Linked DNA regions of Mus musculus: region 1 is linked to region 2. Evidence: chromatin contacts called from public Micro-C data. All regions are on one chromosome and are shown on one strand. Each heading gives the region's core, a stretch centred on a gene start, on an enhancer-like site or on the middle of the called end of the contact. The rest is flanking DNA. Distances are from core to core; before and after follow the strand shown. Region 1 holds the start of Acpp (acid phosphatase, prostate). Region 2 holds the start of Dnajc13 (DnaJ heat shock protein family (Hsp40) member C13).

Region 1 (7,021 bases), core at 307-2,806, 75 kb after region 2:
ACGGAGACCGGAGAGGCAGACAGGAGGGAAAGAAGACCCACAATCTTTGGCAGCCAAGGCAAGTTACCTGGGCTGTGGCTGGGACTCAGAGGGCCACTCTAATGCCTCAAAGAAGGTTGCCTTGAAGCCAGCTGTTTCCGAGCCCAGTATGGCACGACCAACAGAACACAGCCACAATGCCACGGTCCCTATCCTCTTCTAAGGAGCTTGTTGGCAAGGATGCCATGCGTGGAAGGGAAAGAATAACTCGCATAGGTGTTCCTGCAGAAGGTAGGGGGTGTCTTGTTGCTTTATGGACACAAAAGCCACACAGCTGGCAAATGGCTTGATGGGTCTTTGTCTTTCTTCCATTTCGTTCCTGACTCACGACTGGTAAAGATCTACTGTACTAAGAATCATAATTTATGTAAAATTAAAGATTTTTTTTTCTGTAGAAAGAAAAGAATCTCCTGAGTACCTCACCTTGGCAGGAAAGGAACATCATATTTAAGTGCAAACTAAGAGGCGTCCTTCTCTAAGTCATGAAAATCGTTTCTGGGAATTCTCTTGCAGGGAGGAAGAGGAGGTGAATCCTCCTGACTTTGAAAATGCACTTCCCATATATTTTTTTAAAGAATTATTTATTGATTTTATGTATATAAGTACACAGTACCTGTCTTCAGACACACCAGAAGAGGGCATCAGATCCCAACAGACGGTTGTGAGCCACCATGTGGTTGCTGGGATTTGAACTCAGGACCTCTGGAAGAGCAGTCAGTGCTCTTAACCATGGAGCCATCTCTCCAGCCCTTTCCCATATGTTTTTTTTTTTTAACACCCGACTGTATATAATTTTTTCCTTGACAACAGGCAAGTCACAGATCTCTTCTTTTCATGGCTTGTCTCAGTTACCATATGCACGGAAAATCATGGTTTTAATGGTCAACTGAATCTTTTATCTGATAGTCACTCTGAAACTCTGTTCAGTTTGTCTTTTGTGCTATCAAACACATAACTACAGGCATATGTTCCAGAGTCATGATAAACACGAGAGACTTGACTTCAGAAACTGACTGGTCCTTGGTTTGCGAACTAATGATCACTGAATGGAAAGAGGCCAGGCTAGCTCCTGAATATCTGAACTGTGCTCTACGCTGCCTGTTCTCCTGAAGTAACCTGTCAGTCCGAAGGCATTGGACTTGAGGGCAGCTGTAAAGGAACAGTACCATCGATAGCACGTGAGACTGTTGTTGTCTTTAAAACAAACTCGTGCGACTCCTCACTTTCTGAGTCTGAACAGTGCCTGCCCTCAGGCAGACAGCAGAGAGGAAACACGAAAGGCAACACTTAACCAAGTGTTCTCGGAACAGGAAAAACAATGAGAAAAGGTGTACTTACCAATGTCACAAACTTCAACTCCTTGGCTTGGCCTGGGTCCAGGCAGAGAGAAAGCAGGAGCAAGAAGCCAAGGCTGAGGCTTGCTGTCCGGCTCAGGGGCAGAGGAACGGCTCGCATGGTCGGGGAGAGAGCTGCTTTGGGCAGCCTTAGGAGGTGCTGCACTTCAGAAGCCTTCGGGAGGGAAGTGCCTATTTAATCAAAAGATTGACAGGAAGGCGGAGCCACATTCTTCCCTATTAGGATTGCAAGGAGGGTGGGGCAGAGCTTAGCATGCAAATAATGCCAGGTCGTCTGTGAGTTTCTTCAGAGCAGCCTCCTCCACTTCAATTAGGAGCCAGAGCAGGCGTAACTCAAGACCTCAGGCTCCTGCCCAGCCTTCTCTTTTGCTTTCCGGGCACATCTTTATCTTTTCCACAGCCGGATGGTGATGCATAGCCTTTGGGAAGAAATTCCCCCTGCCTCTGGAAGGTTTAGGATTCAGCTCAGTGTGTGTGTGAGGAAGCCTCAGTAGTGGGCATGTATCGACAGGAGGAAGCTCGTTCCCCTGCCAAACGCGGTGTCTGGTCTTAAACTCTCATGGAGCCAATAAAGGTGTTTTAAAGTGGCAGGAGAGGGAGGTCAAGGATACACAGAAGATTTCTCTTCATGCCTGAAGGCATCTGGGATCATTGGGATCATTCGCAGCAACGCAAAGCTGGGTTTGGAGGCCCTGTAGAAAATACACACAAGCAATCACAAAAAGCTCACAGCGTCCTCCGCCCCGACTCCCAGCTCCTGTGACTGAACTCCTTGGGTCACAAATCAAAACCAAATAGCAACAAAGGGACAATCTGTCAATATGACAATCGGGATTAACTTGAGCGGGAGGGTAAGATAGGTACGGAAGTGAATTTGATAGAGATGCATTATGCACACGTATGAAAAAGGCGCAGTGAGACCCATTAAGACGTGCAACCAACATGCTAATAACATACCTTAACAAATGAAAGCAGAAAACAAACAAGCAAAGCCAAAGAAACCCACACTGCTTTGCTGTTGACAGTCTCGAACTTCGGTGATGACCCTTTCCTTCTGAGGAAGACACGCCCTTGACTCTCTAGCCATGACCTCACTGGGACTCTATGAAAGATGGTATGCACTGAAGAAACTTGGCTTCCTGGTTTTTTTTTTTTTTTTTCTCATTCTGGCAGTCTCCTCGATACAGGAAACAACATCGGCCGGAGAGGCACAGTGAGAATCTGCAGGTGATGTGGGCGGAGTGACCCGCTGTGATGTTTCAGCCCCAAGGACAGAGAGAGAACAATGGTTTGCCCAAAACATCCTCAGCATTTTCATTAAATTTACCTGGACGGCCCCGGTTGTATCGCGGTGTGGTCATAGGAAGCCCTGGAAGGCGGTGTGTGGGAAAGCTGTGGTTCTTATGGTATGGGGAAGTAAGAATTTGTGTATGTGTGGTAGGATTATGCATTTAGAGGGACATTTGGTCTTTTCTTTGCCAGTTGTAGTCTCCATCAAATAGTTCCATTATGATCTTCACCCAGTGGGAGGCTGAGAAGAAGAGTGCACGGCAAAGGGAGTGAAGACAGAGACTGCCCAGCATTGTGGTTTGCAATGCCCTCTATAACCTCATGAGTTTAGACATGTGCTACCCAGCTTGTGTCGCGTCGCTGTTTTTGAACATTGTGAAACCTGGGGGAAGTGGAGCTTTGCTGTAAGAACTAGGTCACTAGGGACAAGCCTTGAGGTTTTGTAGCTGGGCACAACTCCTGGCTCACTCTTGGCTTCCTGTTCTGTCAAGATGCAAAGAGTCTTAATTGTGTAGTCCTGCCACAATTATAGGCTGTAACTCCTTACTACTTAAGTCCATACCAAGCATTTGTCTCTTGGGTGGCTTCCTGTCAGGTAACTCATCACAAGAACTAAAGCAACTAGAACAACCAGACCAGGGCAGACTTGCCATATTGTATCAGTCCCTGCAGTGTTCATGTGGTAGCATAAAGGAGTCTCCACCAGCTACAGTTCACACAGGCAGGCTTGGTGAGCTGGGAACTCTTGACCAGTTCTGGATCCCCAGCGCTGTCGAGCATCCTAAGCTCTCAGGTTGCAGCCTCCCTTCTTTCTGTATCCTTCCTTGTTCCACACTTGGGTCATGCTTGGAACTATGGTAGTTAGTGATCTTTGCCCTTACTGATAAAAGCCGTGGTTCAGTCAACTGTCTGCTTCATAAACTGGGTAAACGTTTCTAATCCTTAGTGTCTCGGATATCTCCTTTGGGGTTTTCTAGCTCTCCCCAAACAACAACATTTTAGGAAACATGAAATATTAGCCTGTATGTGTGTGTGTGTGTGTGTGTGTGTGTAAAACTGCAAAATTTCCATTTACCACAAGGGATACAAATGTGTCTCTCTTCCTCACCTTGTAAAACCTTTATGTACATGTTTTAATCCCTCCACCCCCAACAGTTAAGACTTTTGTTTACCCAAAGGCCTTGCCTCACCCCCAAATTTAGCCCCCCCCCCCCAACCAATGAGGAAAAGACAGTCATCAAAAGCCAAAGGGACACCAGGTTCTGTGTGCTTTCCCTCATGCTTTAGCCTGTGGCGCACCCTCTCATCACAAATGCACTGTTACCTGGTCCAGACACTTTAATTGGAGTGGCTGTTTCTTTCTTTATGACTCTGAACTTATTCCTAACATCAAGACCAAGGCTTTCTTAAAGACAGAACCAGGGAAAAGGCTGCTCAAACGGAAACCTCTCGAATACAATTTCTGTTGACTTAAATAGACGGCTTATATTTGACTTCTATCATAGTCTTTATTAATCTTAGACTTTACTATCAAGCTATAAGGAGAAAACCAGTTAAAAATTACACGTGTAGAGGGCTGGAGCCATGGCTCAATGCTGAGTGTTTATTTGCTGTTCTTTCAGAGAACGTCAGGTTCATTCGTAGTATCCATGGTCCATAATCGCTTACTTGTAACTCAAGCTCCAGAGGATCTGATGCCCTCATCTGGTCTCCACAGGTACTCCCACATACATGGCACAGACAGACAGACAGACACACATACACACACAACTAATAAATGAACAAATTTAAAAATAGGTAAAATAATCGTTGGGCTAGAGAGATGGATCGGTGGTAAGGTACATGTACTGCTCTTACAAAAGACCCAAGTTCAATTCCCGTCTTCGGGGGATCCCACAACACATGACTGGCCTTCAAGGTGTCTTCTCCTTCACACACAAGCCTCTACATGTACAGAAATACACAATTTGAAAATTTTTAAAAATTTAAAATGATTGATTGTCCATGTCGAGTCTTAAAAATCCTAAATACCATGAACTTGAGTCTGAAAGAACATCAAGTAAGAAAAAAAAAACAAAAAAACAAAAAAACAAAACCCAAACACAGTTTAGACCCTTCTGTGGAAATGTTTGGGTGAATCAGGGCTAATGGGGTATAGTAATATAAGAGAGAAATTTCCAGAAAGCAGCTGTGACTTCACTGACTAGAACTTCCTTGATGTGTAGAAGTTGACTTCTACAAAGCAGGATTGTCTTGGACTAACGTTAGCCCCTTTCGCAATTGTTTAGTGCCCACCTCTGTATGTAAGGTAACATTCTTTGACTGTCAGGTAAGTTCTTTGGAATGTATGAATGGACCCTCACGTCCACTAAAGTGCTAAGAGTGTCATCAGATAGCATCTGACACCTGAAGTGGAGGCTTCCTGGCTGCACTCTGACGCCTACTTCATCTTCCCACCAGTGTGACTGTGAAGTGTCTTGATGCACTGCTTCCTTCACTCTGTCTCTATGAAGCTTCATGAAACGGTTACCATGTTGGAACCCGGAGTTTGGGGTGATTTAAAACTATCCCAGGCCAGGGCCCCTCATACTTGACTCTAGAATCTCTTACCTGTTTCAAGTTGAGAGCTATGTTTTTTGCCTTATAAGTGAGGCTCGTAAAAAATTAGATGCTTTTCTAGGAGCCAAGGCTAGCAGTGGTTTCCCATGATTAGAATGTAATACAGTCTGAATCGCCTGTTCTACACCACTGTTTATTACTTCATACGTTGAATGCCAACCTCTGGTCAGTGTGGCACTAAAAAGTCCCATCACTGGAACAAGTTAGGGCTTTTTGGAAAGCCTACGCTCAGATATAAATTTGCATACAGGAAGCCCATTAGGCTCTCACAGTCAACAAGAAGAGGGGGGAAGAAAAGCAATCAGGTCTGGGCAGAGGGAGGCCTGGACTGCAATGCCATATTAATGAAAGTTAAGCTGCCCTGCTGGGTGTTCTGATGACCTTTGAGTGGTCCTGAATCGGGAAGGGAGTCAAGGTTGTGTTTACCTCTGAACTAGCCAGGTTTCTAGCCTGGTCCTGAGAGGGAGGATGGCCAAGGTAAGGTGAAGGTGGCTCTTTTGACAAGGCTGGCCTCAGATAGGTTAGGGGTGCAAGGAGGTGAAATGACTTCTTAAGATCTGAAGAGGATGGGCTGAGAAGATGGCTTAGTGAGGAAAGGAGCTTGCTGCCAAGCCTGATGACTTGAGTGTGGTTCCCAGAACTCACAAGATGGATGGAAGAAGTTGTACTCTGGCCTCCACACAACAAGCTGTGGCATACATGAAAATCAAGTGAACAAATATATATATATATATATAAAAGAAGTGGGAAGAATTAACCCAGAATATGGGGAGGGGCGCATTTGGGTGTTGAAACACAAATCTGTGGCAATGAATAAAAATTTATAGGAAAAAACAGTGTTGGTCCTAGGTAGATGAAGGGACATAAGAGCTCTGAATGTTCTGCTGATGGGCGAATGGGATGGGGCAGGGGTTTATAGCTGTTCACCAGGTAGGAATGCTGCCTAACCTGTCTGAGTACTCATAGTCTTCACAATGATATGATTGGACACTTAGCACCTTATAGACTTCTAGCCAATGAGAGTATTGTTTTACAACAGAGCGTTTTTGAATTTGGTGGGTTTTGGCCACAGGAGGAGCAAAGCATCATCCACACACGTTACAGCATGGATGGACCTTAAAACTCTCTGCCAAAGCAGCCACCAAAGACCGCACACATACTACATGTTTCTACTTACATTCAATGTCTTAAATGGGAAAGTCTTGGGAGACAGCAAGTAGTTTCTTAGTCTTTGCCTGGGGAAGAGAGGAAGGTGTCAGATATTGGGATAAGTCAAAGGCCATATATGGTCTCTTGGGCCTTGTGGCAATTCTCTGGTGCTTAAAAAACTCTGAATGCCCTAAAGCCACTGAACAGTTCATTTCAAATGGATAAATTGTATGGTATGTATATTATATGCCAATAAAGGGGCTATGAAAAGGATCCAGCCAATGGAGAAGGACTTGCAAAAATAATATAATGTGCTGCCAATATACTACTATTCCATAAAAAGATAATAGGAGCATGTGTTAATAAAGAAATATATTGAAAGAGAGGCCCATTGGTCGTGCAAACTTTATATGTCTCAGTACAGGGGAATGACAGGGCCAAGAAGTGGGAGTGGGTGGGTGGGGGAGCGTGTGGGGGGCTTTTGGGACAGCATTGGAAATGTAAATGAAATAAATACCCAATTAAAAAAAAGAAATATATTTTGTAGAGATTTAGCACTGATGGAAATC
Region 2 (6,831 bases), core at 4,037-6,536:
GGGTTAGGACCCACAGGCTGAGAACCACTGGTCTACAAGACTGGCCTGAGTTCAGTTTCATGTACTTGTATCAAGGAATCCACAGCTGCCTGAAACTCCAAATCCAGGGGATCCAATACCCTCTTCTGGCCTCCATAGGTCCTTCCAGTCAACTGCACCCACACAGTCACAGACACACACAAAGTGGAAAGCCTGTCCTCAATGTCCAAGTGCTCATTTGCATAGGGAAAGCCTAGTCATAATAAACTAGCCCCACAGCCTAATCAATCTAAATGTAAAAAACAAACTCTCTGCTACATCAACTTCCCACCACTAGAGCTGCTACAAACTGAGAGATTATACTTACCTTTTCAGTTTGGAAAACAATGCTAACAATTATTCCACTTGTGGTATTTAAGTCACCAAGATGACAAAATTGTGCCTTTTCATGTTTCTGTCACAAACTGATTCTATACAAAGGTGCATATTTCTGACAATTTATTACTTACTGTGGTGTGGCAAACTTCTTTGCATACTGAAATGCACAGTCAGTTTTACCACAATGCCATTTTGATAATTTATTCTTAACTTATTTCAACATGGCTGGCACACTGGGCTGGGGCTATAGGTTGGAAGTAGAGTGTCTGCCCAGCATATACTCAACACTTGGAAGAGTGGGATTCCAACTTCACATTTACTGATGTGCTAGTTCATAAATCACTGGGAAACATAAGATGAATGTAGATAAGTACTCAGCTGAACAGCTATGTAGAAATTCTCAAAGCATGTACATGCACAAATCAAAGAGCTTCAATCCATGCGTATACCACACAACTTCACAACACATTACATTTCCTTTCAAAAACTTCACAGAAACTCAATACACTGTTGACTCCTTCCCATGCTCATGTCCACAAGCAACTAACAAAATGCCAGAGTACTGATCCATGCAAACAGTGCTGCTTCCAAGTGCCCACTGCTTGAGCTGTTACTGTAAAGCTCACAGTTCTGTGGCCCTAACCTATTTTTCATAAAAGTCTTGTTTTTATTCAATTTTACATAGCAAAGCGATTTTAGGGAAAGCACATGAAATGCCTTTATGTACCACCAGAGAGGAGTGTTTATTTTCTTAACATACAGCATGTTTGCATTTTTAAATTTTTTTTGCTAAATCTGTCTGGTAGAGAGAATATCTTGTGTACTGTATTGATATACCACCTGTCAATTAAAAAGTCCATGCCCTGCGAAATTAGGCAGGAAACAAAGGTGGGACATTTGGGAGAGAGATAAAGGATTCTGGGACAGAGCCAGGCAGGAGATCCGCCCAGGAAGATGTGACAAGACTGATGCATGATACCTGAGTACAGGTAAGCAGACACATGGCAAAATGTAGGCTGGAATAAATGGGATATTTTAAGTTTTATCTGTCAGAGAGGAGCCTAGCTATATGGCCAAGGTATCTTGTAATATAATACTTTGAGTAAATATACTTTGAGTCTGAGTCTTATTTTGGGGAGCGTGGGGCTGGGAGGAAGAACCAGGGCCTAACTTCAACACTGGATTTTTCCCTTTATGAATATTTTTGATATCCTATCTAAATACTAAAGTCCCAACATTTGTTTTCTTGTCTTCTAAAAATGTTTTAGTTTTATATTTTACAACTAGGTCTATTTTTGTGTCGAGCTTGCCTGTAATCATCAATACAATGTGCCATAAAGTCAGTTCTGTCTATTAATGTAGTTATCTTTTGGTTTCATGGTGTGTCCCTTTTATTTTAATCTCTCCTTCAGAGAGGGGTTCTTGCACACTATCTCTGTGTATATATCTTATAGATATATAAGAAGAGGAAGCTGGAGCCTCTCTAGCTGGTTACAGGTGAGTCCTGAGAACCAAACTCAGGTCTCTAAAAACAGCAACAAGTTCTGTTATGCACTGAGCCACCTCTCCACCTGTATTTCCAAGTCTTAGAGCGGTTTCATCTGTGTTTTAGGGAGACAGAATGAGTAGTCTCGATTGACATTACATACAGGTCGTGGGTTTTTCCTCGAGGTGACACAACAGGTAAGCCCAAAAGCACTCGGCATCTCTCTGCTGTGATCTTGTTTCCAGCACTTCAGTTCGATTCCTTCAGTGCCTATGTTTTTGAAATTACGCATTGAATCCAGCATTTGAGTACTGCCTATTGGATAACATCATCTACCTCCATCAACCTGAGTGTAGCTATGATAACGGCTCTCTTAGGAATTGCTTTTCTCCTTTTAGCTTTCCATCTGTGCCTTATCTCAGGGAAGCTGGACATGTATAGAGTAGTGGAACTAAGGTGAGTAATTTCCTGACCAGATGAGCATCTCCCTTTTCTTTGTGAGGCCAAGTGCAGAGATTACAGTAACTTTGTTAGGAGTTGAGCTCAGCTACGTTCTTGCAACAGTTAACAGCAGGGTACCACTGGCTTCATTCTTTTTGCAAAATACTGTGTATCTGTGGAGAGAGTGATTTAACTAGAGAAATGTCCCTCTGACCCTTGTGTTGTGCTCCTGTGACCTTGTGCTTTTGAGGATGCAGTCTCTGTTCTGAGTATTATACTCTTACCTTCTCCATATTCCACTAAGCTCAATATAATTTATTATCAATAGTGCTGGTAATATGGCCCACACATATACATTAAACTTTGTTATCCAAGGAGAGAATGAGAGCAATTTCTCAACCTTCTTAAAAGCTATGCTGCTGTTCCCCTCCACTGGGTCTGAATGACAGACTTTCAGCAAGACTTTTTCCTAGGAGCGTTCTCAGTGCAGTTTGTGTGTAAACAGCTTCTAAGTTGGCACACTCACTTGCATCCCTTTTTCAGCTGTTCTAGCTGAACTCTTAACCACTGTCCAAAAGCCCTCCTCTCGTTTTCACCCCTCCCTCTTCAGCTCCTCCTTCAGGTCTGAGCTGAGCTAGTGATTCTCTAAGTCCTCAGCCCTCTAAGCTGTCTCTAAGTGATCACCTTGGTTCGTCTAGTTTTTGTTTGTTTGGTTGGTTGGTTTTGTTTCTCACACCTCCCCTCCTCCATGCTGTAAAGCTTAGAGCAAAGCTTTGCGTCTTAGAATCAAAGCTAAACAGTACAAACGACTTCAGGCTAGCAAAGAGCATGTTAGCAATTATCTTATATAAAAAGGCTGAGGAGAAGGTTTTACAAGGCCTCCCGATGAGCCTAACAACCCGAGCTCAATCCTCCTGTCCCACACTGATGGAGACACCATTACAGCTCACTACCTGAGTTCAAGCCTCAGGCTCCACACCGTGAAGAAACACACTGCACTTCTGCAAGTTGTTCTGACCTTCACACAGCTACATGGCACATGGACCCAAACACACAGAATAAATACAAACAACATTCTAAGTGCAAAAAAATGATCCTAATATGTGAAGACTAAAACAAACATAATGAACTAAAAACTGCACTTTAACTCCCACCAGATATTAGACCAAAGCCTTAGCAACAAGCAAAACTGGGCTGCCATGTAGCTGCATAATTCTGTTTACACTTTCCTCAGAGAAGCAGGAGAGAAGTCTGAAAGGGACATTGCAAACTCACCCGTGTAATTACAAGTGCTGGAGGAATGGGGCCAACAAAGGTATAACATGATCTTTTGATTTCAACTCTACCTTAGTATCTATTGGGAACTAGGTTCCACTATTAACCTTTCTTCTAAGTTTAAGAAAAACAGGTTATTACCATCTGCCTGGGTAACCAAATAATTCATGCTCTCCACCAGTGTGCAACTTTATTACTGTGCACATTCACGTTTTAGAACTTGGTTTGTTTGCAGTCACGCTTGCTAGTATGATTTACACTACTACTACTGCATTAGAAAAGAATATCCATAGTTTCTCGGGGGAATACGAATGCTGGTATTGGCCCAGGACTCAAGCTAGCTTTAAGGTCTTTACATCCCTGTTTCTTAACTCTGGCTCCTCTTTTTCTCCTTTAATTTGTTTGTACTTCCTGTTTCCAAACAAATGTGAACTCAGTGTTTTCTCAACTAGGACTGGCGGTCCCGTCCCTGAACGTAATGTGGTATTAACAGCCAGAGCCACCATTTGCGATATTGCAACTTAAACATTGGTTTATACTATATATGAAAATTAAAGGGGCTTTTATGCTGTAAGCTAAATTAAGTTAAACAATGAGGCACTAGAAACAACAACAACAAAAAAAAAAACTAAACTATAGAATAAACGGGAAAAGCAGATCGTGGAAGTAAAAAATCACTACTTTGGGAGTTCATCTCTGTGTTAGGGGGCGATTTTTATTTACATCATCCTTCCACCAAGTGATTAGGGAAACGGTTTCAAGGTAAGAGTGGCTAATTTAGCATCTTACAATAGGGGTTTTTTGGGGGGCGGGGGCACGCAGGTGTACTCTCAACACCCACTTCATTGGGCGTCCAAAGTGCTGCTTCACCTACACCAAAAGCCGCGTTCAGAGGTGAAATCACAGCCCAGCACGGGCAACAGTGAACAGGCCAGGCTACTTTACAAGAAGGAAAAGCCTTGGGGGGAAAACTTGGTGTTTGATAAAGGACTTGAGGAAGAGAACAGCAGCTGCCCCTCCTTTCCCATCAAATCGAAACAAAACTGAGACGAGGAAAAAAGAAAGAAAAAAAAAAAAAAATCGAGTCTACGCGGGACCCCAGAGGAAGGAAGCAGGACCGCTAACCTAAGAAAACCGGAGGCGCCGGCATCCAGGAGGGAATCCCGAGGGCGGAGCCCACAGGGGAAGGAGGTGTGGAGTTGAGTCGGGGAGAGTTGCCGAGAGAAGTGGGGGACAGGGATAGTGATGGGAGAAAAGACGGCCAGGCAGAGAGAGGGGTGGGGCTGCCGGGCAGTGCCCCGGGCAAATGTCACTCAGAGCCGGGGGAGGGGAGGGTCCGAGCGCAGGGATCCCTGGACGGAGGATCGCGGCTTCAGCAGGTTCGAGCCACACACAGCAGCTTAACGCCGCCCGCTCTGGGGTCCCTGCCCGGAGCCCCCGGGTCCCCGAAGGTGGGAAGCGGCATCGCAGAAACCCAGAGCCGGAGGCGGCTTTACCTTCGCAGGAGGCTGGAGGCGCTCCAGCCCGAGCTCCGCCCGCCGCCGGCTCCACGTCTTGAGTAGGATGGAGGCGCCGCCGGCCCCGTCCCCTCTCGCTTTCCTTTTCCCCGCCGGGGCCTGTCGCCGCGGGTTCCTGCGCCGCGGCCCCCACCCCTCCGCTCCTCCCTCTGCCTCTCAGAGGCTCGCCCTGGACGCCGCCATCTTCCACCAGGCTTGCGAGCGCTGAACCCTAACGCGCGTGCGTGGCCGCCGCCCCGGCCGTCACGAGACCCTGTCAGCTGACCTCGGCGCTTCCGCCTCGCGCCCCGCCCTCGGGAGCACTGTGCTCCCTCCCTCGGTGGCCCATTCGCCGTCTTCCGGGAAGCGCCGCGTGCGCGCCGCCCGCCGTTCCGCCTCTCGGGAAGTACGCGTGCGCTTAGCGAAAGAGAGCCTTGGCCCAAGCAGAAGGCGAGGCGCCACGCCCCCTGGAGCGGTCCGAGAGGCCACGCCCCCTGAATCCCTGGAGACACGCCTCTCAGCCAGACGCTGGCATTGGCTACTGTAACTCTGCAAAGGAGCAGCTCTGTTACCTAGCCCTAGTCTTCAGTGTCCTGGCGCATCCACGAAGCCGTCGAAAGCCTCAGTGCGCATCTCTGGTTTAGCTGCATCGTGGGCATAACTTTTACTCGCTACTGACACACCCTGAACGCGGATTTAAGTTTTGAGTGTTCAGGGAGATAATGGAGACCGAAGCCTCAGAGGTCAAAGGCCTTTGCGGGTGAAGTGTTGGGACAGTTAACACTGCTGCCTTCCTGGACCTCTGATCCCAGAGCCAGGATTTAATTGGCCAACTACTTAAGGTCAATTAACTTGCAGCCGTCTGAGATAGGGATTATCCTCTATTTTCAGATAATAAATTGATGTGTAGTTCCACAGTAGTAGACTTAGTATTTGAGCTCAAGTAAGTTGACTCAAGAACTGCTCTCTGGATAGGAACTCACTGAAACTATATGAAGAGGGGAACTCAGGAGAGTGACAGTATCAGAATGAAACAAAGTTACAGATGACAATTGTGTCAGAGCTCTGAGCAACAGACGGTGTCTCATCTAAGATGTGAGAGGGGCAGACTACCCTCTAAAACGTGATTCTGTGGGGGGAAAAAAACTTGTATGGACACACAGTTCTAGGTTTAAATGCTCTGGTGAGCCTAATATTATTATTGTGTAGCAACCCTGGAACTGGAATTTCTCAGGGACCCCGTCTGTGGTTGAATCGTTTCATAGATGGAGGTTTTGGGATGAAAAACATGTAAAATGGTTTCTACAGACTTGACTTTTTGGCCGACTGACCCATTTGTGTTACTGGAGACGACTAGATTTTTCCTTAGGAAGGCTTTCCCACACTGTCCCAGTGAAATAAAAGTGCCTGTGAGCAGCCAGAAATGGCTTGCTTGGAAAGATGAGACCTGAAGTAGAGTGGAAAGGGGAAAAAACAACAATGAAAAACAAAACAAGATGCCCTTGGCCTATCCCAGGGTAATAAAAGCATGTGCTTACGTGGCTTTGTATATGTTACAGACCCTTAGAGTATTGCCAGAACTAGGTGTGGGCGGTCCTATTTCTATTTGGTAAAAAAGGCTGACCCAGAGTTCCTAAGTGACTAAATCAAGGTGAGGTTCATCCAAAAGGTTGAGCCGAGATTTGGCCCCAGACTGTAACACCCAGGTCATCAAACTACTAAACCCTTGACACTGCCTCTCTATTTAATATTTGGAACCAAATAAATGGATTCTCA

What was found. A called contact is a pair of places that touch in the nucleus more often than the background predicts.
Region 1: a Micro-C map of embryonic stem cells shows a contact between it and region 2, with 4 times the contacts expected there. The contact joins the promoter of Acpp here to the promoter of Dnajc13 in region 2. A contact is called at or near these places in 2 of 39 promoter capture datasets (macrophages and maxillary cranial neural crest), 3 of 484 Hi-C or Micro-C datasets (embryonic stem cells, granulocytes and neutrophils), 5 of 115 datasets of contacts at active chromatin or transcription factors (embryonic stem cells, intestinal villus epithelium, memory CD8 T cells and 1 more) and 3 of 9 other capture datasets (adipose tissue, liver and pancreatic islet).

Annotation. Positions count from the first base shown.
Region 1 is chr9:104,336,166-104,343,186 of GRCm38.p6, forward strand. Acpp (acid phosphatase, prostate) reads right to left here and starts at 1,557. Exons shown (of 11, transcript NM_207668.2): 1 at 1,378-1,557. The coding sequence starts at 1,494.
Region 2 is chr9:104,257,644-104,264,474 of GRCm38.p6, forward strand. It overlaps Dnajc13 (DnaJ heat shock protein family (Hsp40) member C13), which reads right to left and starts at 5,287. Exons shown (of 56, transcript NM_001163026.1): 1 at 5,056-5,287.